Regions from separate parts of the Pan troglodytes genome. Here region 2 is linked to region 1. A link is a contact called in public Hi-C data. All regions are on one chromosome and are shown on one strand. The core of a region is the stretch at or near the end of the contact, and the rest is flanking DNA. Distances in the headings are between cores, read along the strand shown.

Region 1 (2,557 bases), core at 23-2,522:
AGTGAAGCTCCCCAGGTTCCTCAATCACCTGTTGCCTGGGCTTTGTAAGTTTCTTAATCTCCCTCCTTCTAGTCTTGTCCCTACAATCCTGTTCCACCCAGCAGCCAGGGTGATTTTTTGGATACACCTGGCTGCACTACCCCTTGCCTTAAAGCACTGCAGTGATAACACGTGCATATGGCACACTCCAAACATACTTCATCAGAATACCCTAGGGCCGGGCGCAGTGGCTCACACCTGTAATCCTAGCACTTTGGGAGGCCAAGGTGGGAGGTTCGCTTGAGGCCAGGAGGTGGAGACCAGCCTGGGCAACACAGAGATACAAAAGCAATTTAAAAATTAGCTGAGCATGGTGGCATGTGCCTGTAGTCCCAGCTACTCAAGAGGCTATGGTAGGAGGATCGTTTGAGGCTGTGGTAAGCTATGATCAAGCCACCGCACTTCAGCCTGGGCAACAGAGCGAGACCCCAACTCTTTAAAAAAAAAAACAAAGGCTAAACATTTTGCATACATTCTTATCTAATCCTCTCCTCCCTGAAAAATAGATGCTGTCATCTCCATTTCCAGGAGAGGTAACCAAGGCTCAGAGAGGTCAAGCAGCCTGCAAGTCACACAGCCAGTAAGCAGCAGAGATGACTTCACACTTCTGTGCCTGGAACTCTCCGCTCTCGGGATGGTCACTGCTCCTGCTGATGCTCTCGGGGCTGCTCATTCTCCAGCTCGTCTCTATCCCAGTCTTGCTTGTAGGGTTCCCTGCCTCCCATGCTGTGCTCCAGCCCGGGGGCTGCCTCAATTCCCATGCAGCATTTCTACCCTCCATGCCTCTGCCTCTCTTGCTGCACTCCCCCATGAGGACTAGAATCACCTGCCTAGGCTGCCTCCCCAGCTAGATTGTGAGCTCCTTAAGGGCAGGGATTGTGTCTCAGGTGCCTCTGTGCTCCCAGTGCCAAGGGCAGTAGCTGGCTCCGGGAAGGTGCTCAGTTAATGTGCTGTTGAATGGAGCCCATATGTGGGTGTATTTACCATACACATGCACGCATGCACACACAGCCCAGGTAGAATCAGACCATAGAAGTAGGAGCCTTGGGGTCTGGAAGAGGTCTGGGTTTAGGATCTGAGTTGCCCAGGCCTGGTTATGCCCATCTGCCCACACAGGCCCTTGGGGAGGAGAGCACCTCCTCTCTCCAGATCCAGGCCAGCAGGCACAGCCTGGCATGAGGACGTGGCCATCAGAGGTGGCCACCAGGTGGCACCAGCATCCATCTTATGTGCTGGGTGAGTGGCAGGGGGTGTCCCACACTGCCTCTCAGACGGAAGCAGAAACACCTCATTCAACCAGCCTCAGGGCACCTGCCTAATTCTGAGCACGCTAGAGGCCTAGCCAGCAGTCACAAAGTTAGTCACATCCCTGAAGCCCACTCATCTTTTCAGCGAAGAGCAGAGGCTTCTCTAAAGACAGTGGGGTTGGTGCCACTGGGACAGAACCCAGTGGCCCACCCTCCCAGCCGGAGGTAGCTTCTTTTTCTTTTTTTTTTTTTTTTTTGAGACGGAGTTTGGAGTTTTGCTCTTGTTTCTCAGGCTGGAGTGCAATGGCGTGCTCTCGGCTCACCGCAACCTCTGCCTCCTGTGTTCAAGCGATTCTCCTGTCTCAGCCTCCCAAGTAGCTGAGATACAGGCATGCGCCACCACGCCTGGCTAATTTTGTATTTTTGGTAGAGACGGGGTTTCTCCATGTTGGCCAGGCCAGTCTCAAACTCCCGACCTCAGGTGATCCGCCCGCCTCGGCCTCCCAAAGTGCTGGGATTACAGGCGTGAGCCACCACGCCCGGCCCACAGGTAGCTTCTCACACCCGAGCCCTCCATGTACTTGACAGTCACGGGGCTCAGACTATGCGGGCCACATACGGAGCTGACATTTTTTACCTGCCTTGGGGCCCAGCATTAGGGACTGAGGACTAAGCTGTGCCTCTAGTCTCTGGGGGGAGGGAGCAGGGTCCTAGGCCTCTGAAACCTGGGCTGGGAGCTCTGGGGGTCAGCCACCCACATGGCATCCAACAGCCTCTGGAAAGGGGCATCAGGTGGGCACTCACCTGTCAGCCATCTGTGGGATGATGTAATGCCCATTCTTGTGATCTGAACAAAAATAAAAATGCCAAGTCACTCACTAGTGCTGGGTGGCCTCAGCAGCTGGGAGCCCACCTCACTGCCATGAGCAGGGCTGGCACCCAGAAGTGTCAGGGGAAAGTGGGGAGGGCAGGCCACCCCCAAGAATGCTGGGAGCTCGCGGGAGGATGCAGGATGCCCACCCCCACTCCCTAGCCCCAGCGATGCTATGGCCCAGAGCCTGCAGCAATTTCACAGGAGCCAGTTGCCTAGCAACATTGCTCCCCAGCCGCTCTGTCACCATAGCACCTGCTGCCGGGTGTGTCCAGGTCCCACCTGCCCAGCCCCAGCCAGGCCTGCCACAGCCAGGCGCCCCCCAAGCTCTGCTCACCCGGCTTGCGTCCACAGAGGTAGAAGGCCAGCCGGTCAGTGAGCTCATATTGGCACTCAACCA
Region 2 (2,557 bases), core at 32-2,531, 210 kb before region 1:
GCAAACATATGCATGCATACAAATGCAAGAATATTTACATAGTCATTATTGCCTGTACCATGTTTCCTGGCACTTCCACCTGGATTGATGGTGCTGTAATAACATAGTGGCATTAGTGGAACTGGCTGGAAGAGCACCCACTCAACCAGAATGGGTGTTTTATTGGAAAGAGTGATGCATTGCAAAAGGCCCAACTCTGTCTCTACCTTGCCCTCAGACCTTGAATAAGTCATTTAACTAAATCTTTGGGCCTCAGTTTCCTCATCTGTAAAATAAGGGGGCTGGCTCAGGTCTACTCTAATCAGCTCTGAATCAAAAGCAGCCCTCAATCCTGCCACCTTGTATAGGCAGTTCTATACAAACACACTCGCCCCCATGGCAACGGCCACTCAGCTCTCAGAAGCACTGGTATGCCGCTCTACTCCAGCCAACAGTACTATTTCCATCGCAAATTCCTGGGTGAATAGAGGGCTTGGATGGGGGAGGGATCTGTTCATCAGTAATCTTAAAGCCCCTGGCATTAAAAGAAAGTCTAGAATAAATTGTCTGTGGGTGGTGCATATGTGCTAAATCAGAAACAGCATCAGCATTTAATTCACAATATTATCCTTCTAGGAGGTGGAGGAGCTATCTTAGCTGAGGTGAAATTTAGAGGGTCACTTTGCCACTGAAGTGCTGAGTCAATGAGTGGAGGAAACTGTGACCCAAGTTATTTAAAATTGGGGAGGATGCCAAAAGAACATTGCCAGAGGGTGTTTAAATCAATCTGGATTTTTGAGAAGCAATTCCAGTGTTTATTTCCAAGCTACATAGATAGACTCTCTTATTATCTTATCACAGCAGACACTTATCAGAACTTCATCTTGGAAGCACAGAGGCTGTAGGGCAAATGGACTGAGAATAAAGATGCAAGAAAAAGAGAACATCTCTTTTCAAAAAAAGGAGGAGATATCCTTGAGAAGGCTGCCCTATATCTGCCCTACCCTCTATTTTCAAGCCTTCACCAAGTTGTTTCTAGAGTCTGTTGCTGATAATGGTGAAATGGTGACGATGACAATGATGAATTCATGGCAAGGATTAGCTCTTGCCTTTTCTTCCTCCACATTGCATAGATTTGAGCCAAAGGGGGCACTATTCTTTTATAACTCAGATGAAAAGGAAGTAGATGCTCACTTAAGATAGAGTTTGAATTGCCTTTCTCACAAGGAATGGTTCCAGGAGAAATGTAATAGGCACTACACTAGGTTTCCAGCTGAGGGCAGCCGTGTTAGCCTTTGCTGACTCCTTACGGCTGCCTACTGAGAGATCTGCAGAGGAAAGGCACTGAAAACAGGCAAACAATGTGAAGGTGGACTGGGAGTTTGGAAATCAGGCTGGTGAGAGTTCCCAGAAGAAGGCTGTCTGTAGTTAGAGACCGACCTGTGTCCATGAGCTGGGGGAATCCCGGAATGAATGGATGGTCTTTGCTGAGGATTGTATGAGCAGCAAAACTTTCTGAGCTATGACGTGCAGGGCAAATCAAAGCTGGCTGCTCCTTACAAACCTGTGGAGTTGGACTTGCTGTTTTTCCTCTTGCCACTAGAGGGTAGAATATGAAAAGAAGATTAGCATGTTTTCATCCTTGCCTAGTTAGCCCTGTAGGAATTCTAAGTGTTAAAGGATAAGAAATCTTGATCTTGCTAACACATATATCTGTCCAAGCTATTTCCTGGCTTACACATGTTCAATGGCTCCCTAAAGTTTCCAGAATAAAGTCTGAGTTGATGAGAATGGCATACAAGCTCTTCCCAAATTCGCCTTGGTCTTCCTTCATAACTCTGCCCTTCAGTCCCCTGCTCTTCATCTACAATACAAATCCTCGGGGAAGTAGTGTGGTAGAAGGAACATAGGTGTCGGAGACAACTGGAAGTCAGTTAATCATCCCAGACCACTTATTTTACATCAGTACCACATGCAACTCACCACTAATTCCTGTCTATTCTATCTCTTAGAGAAACTCTTTGAGGGCAGGGACCATGTCTACTTTGCTCAAATTTGTATCTTTTTTTTTTTTTTTTGAGACAGAGTCTCGCTCTGTCACCCAGCCTGCAATGTGCAGTGGTGCAATCTCGGCTCACTGTAACCTCCGCCTCCCGGGTTCACGCCATTCTCCTGCCTCAGCCTTCCGAGTAGCTGGGACTACAGGCGCCTGTCACCTCGCCCGGCTAATTTTTTTTATTTTTAGTAGAGATGAGGTTTCACCATGTTAGCCACGATAGTCTCGATCTCCTGACCTCGTGATCCATGCACCTTGGCCTCCCAAAGTGCTGGGATTACAGGTGTGAGCCACCGTGCCCAGCCTCAAATTTGTATCTTTACTGCCTAGCACTCTTCATGGGAGCTCATTCAATATTTATTGATCAAAATAATAAATGAATGATTACATCCATAGCACTGTTGTCCTCCTAGTCCAAGTTAATACCATCTCTCACCTGGTCTGCAGTGGGGTCCCAAGTGGTCTCCCTACGTCTCCTTTTGCTCATTACAATCCATTTTATACTCTGCAGCAAGAATGATC

The links. A called contact is a pair of places that touch in the nucleus more often than the background predicts.
Region 2: a Hi-C map of induced pluripotent stem cells shows a contact between it and region 1, with 3 times the contacts expected there. The contact joins two enhancer-like sites. A contact is called at or near these places in 3 of 7 Hi-C or Micro-C datasets (induced pluripotent stem cells and stem cell-derived neural progenitor cells) and 1 of 1 datasets of contacts at active chromatin or transcription factors (stem cell-derived excitatory neurons).

The regions. Positions count from the first base shown.
Region 1 is chr19:37,999,311-38,001,867 of NHGRI_mPanTro3-v2.0_pri, reverse strand. It overlaps GIT1 (GIT ArfGAP 1), which reads right to left. Exons shown (of 21, transcript XM_511377.8): 6 at 2,495-2,557; 7 at 2,091-2,133. Among named protein-coding and RNA genes, the nearest start is that of GIT1, 9.1 kb to the right of the region's middle. Within about 2 kb of position 1,272, at least 10 of the 24 cell types and tissues checked have an H3K27ac peak or open chromatin away from gene starts, as enhancers often do. A contact at or near this core is called in induced pluripotent stem cells and stem cell-derived neural progenitor cells, where this site is marked.
Region 2 is chr19:38,214,180-38,216,736 of NHGRI_mPanTro3-v2.0_pri, reverse strand. NUFIP2 (nuclear FMR1 interacting protein 2) reads right to left here. Exons shown (of 6, transcript XM_511374.9): 2 at 1,420-1,578. Among named protein-coding and RNA genes, the nearest start is that of NUFIP2, 20 kb to the right of the region's middle. Within about 2 kb of position 1,281, at least 10 of the 24 cell types and tissues checked have an H3K27ac peak or open chromatin away from gene starts, as enhancers often do. A contact at or near this core is called in induced pluripotent stem cells and stem cell-derived neural progenitor cells, where this site is marked.